Regions from separate parts of the Mus musculus genome. Here region 1 is linked to region 2. The links are chromatin contacts, called in public promoter capture Hi-C maps. All regions are on one chromosome and are shown on one strand. The core of a region is the stretch at or near the end of the contact, and the rest is flanking DNA. Distances in the headings are between cores, read along the strand shown. Region 1 has its middle 27 kb from the start of Gm30501. Region 2 holds the start of Hs3st4 (heparan sulfate (glucosamine) 3-O-sulfotransferase 4).

Region 1 (6,573 bases), core at 2,560-5,059, 1.2 Mb before region 2:
TCTCTTTCTTCTGTTGCTTTTCATGTTTTTCTTCTTCTGTCCTTTTCATCTTCTTTTTCCACCCGTATATCAAAGCTTGCTTTGTGTTGCTTGGCCACAAGGGTGCCAGTTGCAGCTCTCAACATGAAAGCCCACAGAAGTTCCTCTCCTAGACATCACTAATGACCCGTGACTTCTACAGCTATTCTCCCCGGGAAGCAGGCCTCTATCCTTAAACTCTAGGCTGCCCAACTTCTATGAACCTGCATCTCCTAAAGGCTTCCCTTGCCCTAGGTGTGCCTAGCACAGCACTTTGGAAGCCCTTGTCCTAACTATGCCATTGCTCTTGCATGGCCACTTCCATTCGACCCTTGGAAACTTGAGCCTCGAGAGTCCTCTCCTCCCATCAAGGATACCCCTGATTTCTCAGCACACTGGCTTAGCTTTTGTGCTAAGTTTAGTCCTTGACTCTTGTTCATGAGCAGAGAGCCCTGTTCTGCTGTCATGCTCTTCAAGGGTTTGCTTGAGAGTATCAGCATCTGGGACCATTGTGTCCAACCTCAGCCATGATGATGGCCTATAGCTTCATCAGACATGTATTCTCCAGGGTGTGTGTGTGTGTGCTGTAGGTACAAGTGGTTATGTATGTATTTGCACATGTGTGTGAAGACCAGACATTACTGTTGGATGTCTTACTTGATTGCTTTGAGAATCTAGAGCTCACTGATTTGGCCAGTCTGTCTAGTCCGGGGGACCTTCTTGTCTTTGCAGTCCCAGCGCTTATCACAGGGATCACAGCACTTGATGTCCCTGGCTTCTTATGTGGGGGTCTGGAGATCTGACCTCGGATCCTCATACTTGTAAGAATTGTACTGATTGAGGTATCTTTAAAACCTCCCCCAGATAACTTTATGCCCAAATTTCACATGAGGACTTTCCTCCCTGCTTTCTCTATTCAAGTCAGACACTACGATCTGGTCTGTATTTCCGTGTTGCTAGGTCAAAGCAAAGTCCCCAAGGCCAGCAGCTGGCTTAGAACTCTTTCCCCTACATGGCGGCCAGGCTGCTGACGTGAGGAATGTTCTGGTGATCGCTGGGTCTGTAGAAGGCTGAGGCAAGGAAAAGAGCAGCTGGGCGGACAATCGAGAGCTCCTGGTCCAACTGAGGCGTATAAATCGCCAGGCTGCTGCGAAGCCTTTTAAATGTTTTGACAGTCCCCAATCCATCAGAGCCTTTAATTGGGTTTTGACTGAGTTGTTCTATATGTAAATACCAGTTACTGGTGAGGTTGTTTACAGCCAAACTGTCTGTTTATGCAAATTGTGTTCCAAGATCACAGCGTTTTCATTGCAGGATAAAAACATTCCTTTTATTTAATGCCAAAATTGCTTCTTCCTTGGGCTGGGGTTTGTTTTCCTCTTTGGCTTTTAAATAAAGCAAGGCAATTTGGTAAGCCCGCGGAGCAGCAGTGCCCATGTGGCGGAGGCCACGTGGCCTCCCTCAGAGGCAGGCAATGCAGGTGAGTGTTTTGAGACCTACAGATTCCTGGGTACCTCTGCCCATCTTTCCTCTCAACATCAAGCCTCCTAGAATATTGGGAGCTAATTACCCTGTGAAGCAGCTTGGTCCCTGTTGAGTGATTCTACTATAAAAAGGAGTCTCCCCAGCACCTGGATTGCACCCTCTTCCCCAAATGAAGAATTTAATCCCCTTCTACCACCTAGAGAGCTCTCATTTCTTCTAAAATCCATCTTCTTGCAGCCCAGAGGTACCTTTCCTCTTGCTATTATTGAATGTGTGGAGTAGACCTGGGCAGGACAGTGACTGACACTGGGAGAGAGGGCCCACCCTCCTGGAATTTACCTTCCCCTAAAGTTTACACAGAGTTGAGAATGATTTATTCAGGAGGGTCACTGAAGCATGGTTTCTAACTTTTCTTATTTAGCAAGCCGTTCCTGCTTCCTCTGCCTCTTAGCCAACTGCTACAAAGTGAGATGGGGTTTGGGAGCCAAGTTCATGCGCGAGGAGACAGGTAGTGGGACTTCTGAGAGGCAGAGTCTATTACAAGGTCCCAGGTGATATTAAAGTTCTTTGAGGACTGGGTTAGGTCTTTGGAGAGTAGCTTGCTATAGAGTCCGCTGGGACCTTCCTTGGTCCCTTGCTCCCTTTCTTCACTTGTAACCTTTCTTTCCTTTTCCCCATTGGGTCAAGAGACCCCCAGTTGGAGCCAGTGCCATGCTTTTGAACCTCAGGAACTATTTTTTGTTTGTTTGTTTGTTTTTGTTTCTTTTCAAGACAGGGTTTCTCTGTGTAGTCCTGGCTGTCCTGGAACTCACTTTGTAGACCAGTCTGGCCTAGAAATCAGAAATCCGCCTGTCTCTGTCTCCCAAGTGCTGGGATTAAAGGCGTGTGCCACCTCTGCCCGGGGAACCTCAGGAACTATAAACTTGCTGTTTTCTTTACAAATTACCCAGCTTCAGTCACATTCTTATAGCAACAAAGTGGACTAAGACACAAACTAACCATCCATTTGGTCATAAAGGAAATTGTCACTAGGAGAAAAAAAATGCTCTTTCTGCATCACTATTGTGAACATCTTCTTCCTCCCTTCTTTCTTCTCCCCTCAGAAGGGAAGAGTACCCTCTGATACCCTGTCTGCCCAAGCTGTACCATGAACAATGACTCCTTCTCCCTCCCCAGTACCATGAAAACTGACTCCTCCCCTCCAACTGTACCATGGACACTGACTCCTCCCCCCAGCTGTACCATGGACACTAACTCTTTCCTCCCCTCCAACTGTACCATGAACACTGACTCCTCCCCTAAGCTGGACCATGAGCACTGACTCCTCCCCCAGCTGTACCATGGACACTGACTCCTCCCCTCAGCTGTACCATGGACACTGACTCCTCCCCCAGCTGTTCCATGGACACTGACTCCTCCCCCAGCTGTACCATGGACACTGACTCCTCCCCCAGCTGTACCATAGGCACTGACTCTTTCCTTCCCTCCAACTGTACCATGGACACTGACTTCTCCCCTAAGCTGGACCATGAACACTGACTCCTCCCCCAGCTGTACCATGGACACTGACTCCTCCCCTAAGCTGGACCATGAACACTGACTCCTCCCCCAGCTGTACCATGGACACTGACTCCTCCCCTAAGCTGGACCATGAACACTGACTCCTCCCCCAGCTGTACCATGGACACTGACTCCTCCCCTAAGCTGGACCATGGACACTGACTCCTCCCCCAGCTGTACCATAGGCACTGACTCTTTCCTCCCCTCCAACTGTACCATGGACACTGACTCCTCCCCCAGCTGTACCATGGACACTGACTCCTCCCCTAAGCTGGACCATGAACACTGACTCCTCCCCCAGCTGTACCATGAACACTGACTCTTTCCTCCCCACCAACTGTATCATGAACACTGACTCCTCCCCCAGCTGTACCATGAACACTGACTCCTCCCCCCAGCTGTTCCATGGACACTGACTCCTCCCCCAGCTGTACCATAGAGACTGACTTTTCTTCCCCTCCAGCTGTACCATAAACACCGACTCCTCCCCCAAGCTGGACCATGAACACTGACTCCTCCCTCCCACGCAGCGTCTTTGTACGTCCTTTCTGCCTCTTTACTTTTGTCATGATGGTCTCCAAATGCTGGAGAATTTCTCCCACTTTGGAAAAATCAGTTTGATAACCACGGTCCCTCCATGTCCCACTTTGCCTCTGTTGAGCTTCAGCAGCCGTCTCTGTACCACCTCAGGAGGTTTTAAGATCAGGTGCCTGCACTGCATCTGAAAACAATAAAAGAGCAGCGTGCTGCAGCTGAGCGGAGCCTGACATCAACAGGCTTCTGAGACGTCTCCCTGGTGTTTCTATAAGCAGCCCATGGCAGAAAGCTGATCTTTCATTGCCCCTCCCCCACAATAAAAACATCGATTTAAAATTAGCCTGAGATACTGTCTCTGCCTCCTTATCTTCGCAGTGGTGTCTGAAACTGCTTTGGAAATGTCACCAGTGAATGTCTATACCTTGCTGACCCTCCTGCTCTTCTGACCTGGTTGGTGGGCTCCTCAGATTTTCTCTGAACCTCACGCTGTATTCTCCCGATCAGCTCTTTCTCTGCTTCTCTGGTAGGCTCCATTTCTAGAGCACTCTGGGAATGGGTGTTCTCTTGACATCTCAGCCCCTCTTCCTGATTGGTGAGCTGGTCTATCACTCCTGGTTCAGCAACGACAGCTCCCAGAAGTCTACACCTTGCACTCCAGGACTCCCTTTTCTACCACATTTTGTGCAGCTCATGTGCTTCTCTCTAACTCTGGCTTCCTGTGCCCACTTTCATACCCCGCAGCTCCTACAGAGCATCTCCCTGTCTCCCCCTCACATGCTGTGAGTCACTGAGTATGAACATTCTAATGCCAGAACTTATTCTCACCGATCTTCTCCATCAATTGCTCAGTTCAAATCCCCATGTGAACTGCCCAATTGTTCTCTTGGTCCCACCTGTAGGACCGCCTTCTGTAGACCTTTCCCCACAGGGCTATGGAACAGAACTCTTTGTAATGCAAAACTGACTATAGCTTTACTTCCCTAAAGTCCATTTTTCAATAGCACAAATGTTAAAAGTCCAGGCAACTGAACATGTGTGTGCTTGAGACTCTGGACAGCTTATAGAAAAATACCAATAGATACGGACAGGAGATGAGAGGAGGCAGATGGATCGCATGCAGATGGATGACCGGAGAGGGAAGCAGTGTTGCACCGTGGGAGGAGGGGAATCTTCCCTGACTTTCTGAACTTGTGACTTGACTTTTAAATCAGGTGAAAGAACTTTACCAACTCAACAGCTCCGTCAGAAGATGTGCACAATTTCAGCTACTGTACGCTCCATTCCTTCCTATGGTGGTGATGCTGGTTATGTGCATGTCTGCCCACCAGGGGCCAGGAGTGGATAATGGATGACTCTGGCACATATGTGGGTACTTCTCTCAAGGATGGCAGAACCCAGAGTTGTTTCCTGCACCACCCTCTTCCTTCCTTCTCCAGGTCCAGGCTGTATATCTCACCCAAGTATTCCACAAGCTACCTCTTGTCCCAGCCCTCATTTTCTGTATTCCCTGCCCCACTCCACACTCTGAAGCTACCCTGTCCTCCCTGCAGCTACTGGAAGGAAGTTTCCATCTCTGTGCATTTGCCTCAGAAATGAAGCCTGGACATTTTCTATTCAGCCTTTAAAATTCTTCAATGTCAGCCGACACTATCAGGGCACCTGGTATCCCAGCTGATCTGACTGGAATAGCTCTGCTAACCAATGGGGAAGTTTTGTCTCATGTAGGTAGGGACTAGGTCTGTTCCACTCTGAGTTCCCGGTGCTGGGCAGAAGAATCTTTGGCCTTAACATATACTTGTGGGATAAATAATTAAACGGGCAAATGAATAAGCAAATTTAAAAAGAAGATGACTGTTGAAAACACCCAGGGATTCACCCTTCAGTCAAAATGAGGTACTTCAAACCGTTCTGCCTAGGAGTGTAGCAGGAGGGGGCCTTGAAATGGGTGCTCTCATTTTGACCCCAAATTGGTGATCTTTACTGGGCTCCAACATTATCCTGTTAGTTATGTTCTTGTGTGGCATAACCAATTCCTCCATGAGCCTACAAAAACAACACCCTGAGAGTCAGGTATCTTTTTTTTTTTAAATTTATTTTTTTATTAGGTATTTTCCTCGTTTACATTCTCAATGCTATCCCAAAAGTCCCCCATACACAGCCCCCCAATCCCCTACCCACCCACTCCCCCTTTTTGGCCCTGGGGTTCCCCTGTACTGGGGCATATAAAGTTTGCAAGTCCAATGGGACTCTCTTTGCAGTGATGGCCGATTAGGCCATCTTTTGATACATATGCAGCTAGAGACAAGAGCTCCGGGGTACTGGTTAGTTCTATTGTTGTTCCACCTATAGGGTTGCAGTTCCCTTTAGCTCCTTGGGTAATTTGAGAGTCAGGTATCTTATCCATACCTGTACCTGTAAGGTATTCTCGGGACACTGGAGATACCTGATAGATCTGTTGAACAAATAAATGGATCTGCTTTGAAACTGTGCAGCATTTGAAGGATCTTCAGTGCAGAATAGACTTGGGAACGCAGGCTTCAAAGAAGGCAAGGATTTAGGTGTACCCTGCTGGCTGATGCTGGGTTAAGACAGGCTCAAACAACCTTCAGGGAGAGGCCTCAGAAGCATAGCTACCACACATCTTATGTGCATATTCATTTGGAGAATTTGTTAGAGAGGAAGTCTGGGGAACTCATGGTAAGAGTTCAATGTGGGTTGGAAGTTAGCAGGAGCAAGAGGTGTGCACAGTGCCAGTTTTAAGTGTTTATTTGACATTGCTCAAAGTGCCTCACTGTATCACTCGTGGATTTGGCCTCTAGGATACAAATCATACACCTTTATAGGTGAAGAGATGGGTGCAGAAGGATGAGACAGCTTACCTCAGGTCACAGAAGCAGAGCAAGGCAAGGCTCCACCTTGCTTCTTGTGTTTCTCCATTGTTTACCCATAAATGACAGGTGGTCTGCCCCTCCC
Region 2 (7,137 bases), core at 1,300-3,799:
CCACAGAAAAAATCAGGACATTCCTGTAGCTCACCAGCAAACAGCTGAACCCTTCCCAGACATCTTCCCCTGTCTTTATTTTGCTGTTGTTGCATTAATCATCCTAACACCTTTTTAATTATAATCACAAACTGGAAGCCATGGCTTGTGATGTTATAAATAAGGATTTTTTTCCAGTTAAATTAGGCACTTGCTGTTTTATGTTTTGATAGGAAGGGACTGTTTGAAGCCTCCTAAAATATCCCAATTAGTTCTTGCTGTTGAAACAGACAAGACATTAACAGACACACTCCCTGTCTCAGTGTGATGTGCTGGAATGTTTATGGCTCGGTGTACTTCTCTGCAGCTTTTAAGGCACAAGACAATTTTTTTCAAAAGTGGGAGAAAACAGTCACAACACACATGCTTATTACGTATTCCCAAAATAATGGCCCAAACTTTTCCCAGGCTGTAATCTAAACCCAGGAAGCATGTCTCTTCCACAGGAAAGCAACCCTGTCACAGGACATTTTACCTATTGGCTCTGTGGAACTGATAGCATCGCTTCAGCGGACAAGGGCTCTGTTTCTGTTTGACAGTTGCAATTAATTATTGAAATGTGATCGAGATGGGGCCACCCGTCCAGATCTGTTATCCAGAAAGATATGAAGAGGGAGGAAAGAGGAGGGACAAGAGAGAAAGGGGCTTGCATTCTGAGCATGTGCACGCACCAATGTTGTTTTAATGTCGGGGCTGGCAAGAAAGACAGATAATCGCTATCTGACCTGCACTTAACTTTCTCCTGCTCCTTTCCTCCCTCGCAGTTCCAACACCTGATGGTGTCCTGTCAGAAAGAGGTATATAACTCCCAGCAGAAGTAACTCCAGTCTGTCTCCAAGGATGCTCAAATTAGAAGGATCTCTGCACAGGGCACAGACATACTTATAGCACCAACTGGTATCTAGACACCTAGGCTCCTGATACTAAATCAACCCAGTGTTCATTCAGCCAAGAGGAACATAAAGTTACAGAGGTAGGAAATAGCCAAAGCGCCTACACCGTCTTTTTTTTTTTTTTTTAACTGTTCATTTTGCTCTGACCTTAAAACACTGAAGTTGGATTCCAGCCACACAAACGCTTTTGAGGGCGCTTTAGATTGATTCCTGGGGATCTCAAAGCTCGTCGTCAATTTAGCTCTCCTGTCTCATTCCTCCGCTTGTTCTCAACTAGAAGCCCAGCGCCCTGTATTGGCCTGGATTGGGAAACACCCCACAGACAGGCGGGAGAGCTGGGGATTCCCAGATTTGAAGCCTGGTAGTTCTCCAAGGCACCTGCTCCTCCCCTTTCCCAGAAATAAAGTGATCTTTTAGCTGGAGTCCTGTTCTCTCATCTGTACCGGGACTCTGCGCAAACAGGCCAGGGCTCCCACTGCCCTCCCCTGGATGCTCTGGCTATGGGCTCTCGGGACCCCTTATGCGTCTGGCACTCCGCAGCAGCCTCCTACCTGTACCATTCCAGCCCCTTCTCGTAGTTCCTGTCGAAGAAGTGCGGCTCTACGCCCACTGCCCTTACGTCCGGGTGGACTCGGATAGCCTCCAGCAGCGCGCGTGTCCCTCCTTTCTTGACCCCGATGATCAGTGCCTGGGGCAGCTTCTTCTCCCCATAATCAGGGGTGCTGGCGGGGCCCCGTTCCGCACTCCCGTTGGCCGCCCTCCGGCCTTCCAGCTCCTCGGCTGCGCCTGGCTCCTGCGCCCCGCGCCCCAACAGCGCGTCCTGCTCTGTGACCGCGTCTCCGGGGGCAGGCGGGCTCCTGGGCCAGGCGTCCCGAGCACCGCCGCCGCTCGCCAGTCCCCAGCCGTCGGCCGCAGGAGTCGTGAAGCGCTCGGGGGGCTCGGGCGGTGGCCCGCGGCTCGCGTTGTCCGGCGGCGGCGAGGAGGCGCCGGGGCGCACGCGGGGAGGCGGCAGCGAGGGAGACAGCAGGCTCGGCGGGGGCTCCGCGGCGGATCCCGGGGGCTCCTGCAGCGCCAGCGGGAACTGCAGCGAACCCGAGCCGCCCAGCAGGCTGTAGCACAGGTAGGTGACGGACAGGGACAGGGTGCACATGAAGAGCAGCTTGCGCGCCGGCGGCCCCTTAGTGGAGGCGCCGGGCAGCAGCGGCGGCGCGGCGAGCGGCGGCGGCGGCGGCGGAGGCGGAGGCGGTGCGGGCCACCGGGCCATCGCGGCTCCCGGCTCGCGGCGGCGGCGGCCCCCGGCGCTGCCCGGACATGGTTTCAGCCGCCGCCCCCGCCGCCGCCGCCGCCGCCGCCCAGCCGCCCCGGCTGCATGGAGCGACGCCGCTGCGCCCCCGGCCCTGGCTGCCGTCCCGCTGCGCCGGGGACAAGCCCGGACGCATGGCCCCCTCCCCTCGCGAGCCCCCGCCGCCCCCCTCAACCTCAGGCCAGGAGCCCGAGGGGGGCGCCTAGTCGCGGCGGCACCTGCTCCGTGCGCAGCGCCCCGCTCTCCCCGCGCTGCCGCGGCTACCGCTCCCGCAGCCCCGAGTTCCTTCCCTGCTGCTAACTTTCTGCCGGGAGAGAGGACCGGCGCCGAGGGGCGGAGGCGAGGGGGCCGGGCGCGCGCCCGCCGCCGCCCGGGGAAGGAGGGGTGCGCCTCGCGCGTGCCTGCGGAGGGGGTGCGCGAGAGCGGAGGCGTGCGCCAAGGCTGGGGCGCCCGGGAGAGCGGAGATCCCGGCCCCCGCCAGCCGCCGCCAAGCGCGCGCGGAGGACCTCGCCCCGCCCTAGCGCTGCGCTCCCACGGGAGTCGGAGGTGTCCGCGCTCGCCAGCGTTCGCTCCAGACTCTTGGAGGGAATTGTAACCCAGAGCTGGCCTGGACCGTCCTGCGCTGGAGAAGCTGAGATCCTAGCAGTGACAAGTTCCCCCAGGTCTCCTCCGATGGGACTCTGAGAAAACTCAGCCCATTTCTGACTGTCTCTTCCCTAGCTTTCTCCTGCCTTGCTTTCTGATGCAGTTCTTTCCCCACCCCAACTTCCACCTCCCCAGCCTTATCTTTGAGGCTCCTGATGGGTGGAGCTTTGACACAGACCCCAAGGTTTCCCAGACTAGAAGCTTTTGCCCCTGCCTTTTCACCCAGAGACTGTACTTTCTGCTGGGAGATGGCGCTGTCCCCTACCGGGTCCCTTTAACCACAGGTGCACCCACCTGTGCCCTGTGGGAGGCACTGCGGGCTAAGGGAGCTTGGGGTTCCCTGAGCTGACACAGACTGGGGTCCTCATCCCTCCAAACACCAAATAAGCAGAGGGATGTCTGCGTGTCACTTCACTGAATATTTTAGGTGCCTGTGCTTAGCAGAGAGATTTCCATCCCTCCTCTCACTCGGTGGTATTAAAGGCTTTGCGAGATTCTAAAGTGGACTGGTTTGTTGTAGCCTTTAGCGCAGGAGAAGGGGAAGATGGAACCTAGAACTGGGGGAGCGTCCATCTAGGGAGGCTCTCAGGAGCCCTTCTTCGTGAGTACTGGCACTGGCTCTAATGTGCTCTACCCTGCTAGGCACAGTTAGCTGGTTACCCAGACTATCAGCTTTCTCCCTCTTCTGCTGCAGAGGCTGGCTTCTCCTGTTCTATTTGATCTCATAATGGGAACAATAGTTGAAAGAAAATGTATATAATGTCTAAATATTAACAAGATACCTAGTGCCAAAGAGAGGAAAAATGTTAATCAAATATGACGAAGACCGGGGACTTTTCCCTGGGTGAACAAAAGCTCGCTGCTGCTCTCAGCTGGACATGAGTCTTCCACACCGCAGCTTCGGTTCAGATAAAGATTATTCCTTTATAATACATTTTTTATGGTACACAGGAGACTCTGAAATACGGAGTCTGGTGTCCTGTAAATCACCCCCTGTAACTAGCGATGCTTTTCTTCAACCACCACACAACTCCATTACTGTAATGTTAATGGGAAGGACCAGCTGAAGCTGACAGAAATGCCACTTCATCCAGCCCTCCTTCAACTCCAAGTGCAGCTGTCAGATAGGAAGTTCGGTGTCTGCTAATGTTGCCACTGCCTCGGGTTGGACTTCTTTTGCTAGCTAGGGCACTAGGATGCTGAAGCCAGAGCCTTGCTGCTCTTGACCCCCAGTTCTCAGACTCTCTCGGTTCTCGGCAGTCAAAACAGACCTGCCCTGTATGCAGTTCTCACTAAAGATGTGTTCTCAGACTTGGGAAACAAATTTTTTTCATAAAATGGTGTTAAAATGTAGCCCAGAAAGGGCAAGCTGATAGTAGATATCTGGCAGGCAGCAGGAAGAAGGGAAAATGTTTAAATCGACTCCAAATGGTTGAAAACTGCAGACTTTCCCTGGAGGATCAGTCTACTTACTGATTCTGAATACCCAACTCTCTTAGTTGGAGTTTCCACTGCTGTGAAGACACACCATAACCAAGGCAACTCTTACAAAGGACAACATTTAATTGGGGCTGGCTTATAGGTTCAGAGGGTCAGTCTATTATCATAAATGTGGGAGCACGGCAGCGTCCAGGCATACATAGGGCTAGAGGAGCAGAAAGTTCTACATTTTGATCCAAAGGCAGACAGAAGACTGGCTCCCACGTGGCTAGGGGGAAGGTCTTAAGGCCTACCCCCACTGAGACACACTCCCTCCAACAAGGCCACACCTACTCCAACAAGGAGACACCTCCTAATAGTACCACTCCCTGAGCCAAGCACATACAAACCACAACTAAGCCTGAAAACTCAGATCTAGAACTCAGGCCTTCCAGAAGAGCCTACAGGCTCTGTGTTTTCCCCTGTCCATCTGGGTTGTGCCTGCACATTTATGACTCTTATCTGAGAAATCTTGTCAGGAAGATTTCTCAGGATCCCTTTTCTTTCTGATACCTAAAAGAATGACATCAAAACAAACAAACAAACAATGAATGACATCTTATTGGTCAAACACCATGTCCAAGAAGTGATGGGGAAGAGGCATGCATTCTCTCTCTCTCTCTCTCTCTCTCTCTCTCTCTCTCTCTCTCTCTCTCTCTCTCTCTGTGTGTGTGTGTGTGTGTGTGTGTGTGTGTGTGTGTGTGTGTTCTGTTTCTTAGAGAGAAACTCTGTGCAATCTATACTGAGGTAGTTGCATGCTTCTCTATATAAAAGGGGTCCCTGAGAACATGTCCTTAAGAAACTTAGAATAAAAAGATGCTATGTAGAGAGAATGCCAACTCCAAGCTGCAATGCCCACTGGGTCTGGAGAGGAGAAGTAGGATTGTGTTTTGTTTCCACTGCCAACATCCGTGCTCACTCAGGCCTATCTGAGTTTTCACAGCTTTCTCCCAACGCATCTCCAGGCCTCCCAACACCTCATTTCTATTCATCCTAGGCAGCAATAGCAAGTGGATCAATGCCCCTGAGGAATGCTTCTCGCCTCTGTTAATGCCCTTTTTGGATCTTTCCCTAACTAATAAACTTCAACCTCTTTCCTTTGGAAGTCTCACCTTTCATGCACCCCACAGCCCTGCCTGATAAGTGTGGTCTCAATTTCTATGATGATACTGTATTATGCTTTTGCATCTTCAGGTGACAGAATCAAGACACACCTTACTAGTAACCTTAGTTACTAGTTAATAGCTTCCGAGCAGATTTTTTTTTTGCATACTTTCTATGTAGTTAAATAAAGAATGATAAGAGTCACCTGAATTTTTTTTTAAGGATTGAATTGAATTAGCTAACATATGCAAAAGATACCTGGCTGTGTGCCTGATGTGTGGTGGCCAGCAATAATTAGTTGGATCTAAATTTTGGCTCAGAACCTGCCTGCTTCTTTTCCTATTAAAATGTTGTCCCTGAAAAATGTATGCATGCCCTTGCTTCTATCCCAGTCCACAGAGTTCACTGAAGTGTAACTTCCTAAACTGCTGAGAACATGACAGCTGTGACTCAAAGCCTGGTGAGTAGACACTATCTCTGAGTCACTTGAACTGTGGTTTTCTGGACATTTTAAAAAGAAAAATACCAGAAGGATTTGGGGGAGGGGTAGTTGTTTAATTGAAGAGATTTTTTTTTTAAGTAAGCAGCAATAGTCAGGAGAATGTCTAATAGTCATTATTCTCCAGACACTGTCCACCCTCCTTGTGGGAACATGGAAGGGATGTGATTTTCTGGATTCCTTCCAGAACATGTGGCCATGGAATGTTCTAGCTACTGAAACACAGCCTGATCAGAAGGAAGGACATCCCTTCTAGGTAGAAGCTCAGAGACACAGTCCTATAGGCAACTGTGGAAGAAGCAGATGGAGCTCCTTCAGAAGAATACAGACCCAGTGACATGCATACAACCAAGGCATAATCCTGCATGAGTCTTAACATGAAAGACGTAGGGCTTGCTTGTTATAGCAGCACAACCCAGACTGTCTGACTGATTACAGTCCACATACTCATTTTGATTTGACTTTCATTGGCTCTAGCTCAGGAGGACTCTAGCTTGTCATACCTAGAGAAACCTGCTCATATGTGCTTATTGCCACACAGCCAAGACACAGAGCCAGCCTATATGTCCCGCAGCAGATGAAGAGATAAAGAAATCTGATGAATGAAACCACGACATTTTTCAGAAATATTGATGGAGCAGCAGGTCATCATGGTGAGTAAAATAAGCCAGAAAGATGGTATCACACCTTTCTCATCACAACCTATAGTGTGTTTGTGCAACTGCATGTGTGTGTCTCTGCACATGACATGGAAGGGGTAGGGTGTGCCAAGGACCAGTCTCAGATTGGAGAGGGCTTTGAAGAGAAGGGGTGCCTGGGAGTTGCAAAAACAATTGACTGGAAGTCAAACCGTGGGTCCCAGAGCTGGAAGTCAAACCATGGATCCCAGCTGGCGGTCTATATGCTACAGCTTTCCAGACTGGCATTTACTCTACTCAGTTCTGCTTTCTCTGGAGATCTCCAGACACAGAAACTAACTCTCTCTCTCTCTCTCTCTCTCTCTCTCTCTTCTCTCTCTCTCCCTCTCTCTCCCTCCCTCTCTCCCTCTCTCTCCCTCCCTCCCCCCTCCCTCTTCTCTCTCTCCCTCTCTCTCCCTCCCTCTCTCCCTCTCTCTCTCCCTCCCCCCTCTCCCTCTCTCTGTCTCTCTCTCTGCTCTACTCGAGAAAACTCTCCAA

The links. Promoter capture Hi-C pulls out the DNA fragments that hold promoters and counts their contacts.
Region 1: a promoter capture Hi-C map of hippocampal neurons shows a contact between it and region 2, with 12 times the contacts expected there. The contact joins the enhancer-like site here to the promoter of Hs3st4 in region 2. A contact is called at or near these places in 1 of 39 promoter capture datasets (hippocampal neurons), 5 of 484 Hi-C or Micro-C datasets (LSK cells, cerebral cortex, cortical neurons and 1 more), 4 of 115 datasets of contacts at active chromatin or transcription factors (embryonic forebrain, forebrain, neural progenitor cells and 1 more) and 1 of 9 other capture datasets (embryonic stem cells).

Annotation. Positions count from the first base shown.
Region 1 is chr7:125,180,112-125,186,684 of GRCm38.p6, reverse strand. No RefSeq gene overlaps it. Among named protein-coding and RNA genes, the nearest start is that of Gm30501, 27 kb to the left of the region's middle. Within about 2 kb of position 3,809, at least 12 of the 459 cell types and tissues checked have an H3K27ac peak or open chromatin away from gene starts, as enhancers often do. A contact at or near this core is called in cerebral cortex and hippocampal neurons, where this site is marked.
Region 2 is chr7:123,978,240-123,985,376 of GRCm38.p6, reverse strand. Hs3st4 (heparan sulfate (glucosamine) 3-O-sulfotransferase 4) reads right to left here and starts at 2,549. Exons shown (of 2, transcript NM_001252072.2): 1 at 1,484-2,549. The coding sequence starts at 2,196. It overlaps Gm26974 (a long non-coding RNA gene), which reads left to right and starts at 1,923. Exons shown (of 4, transcript XR_003946874.1): 1 at 1,923-2,052; 2 at 5,856-5,923; 3 at 6,504-6,615.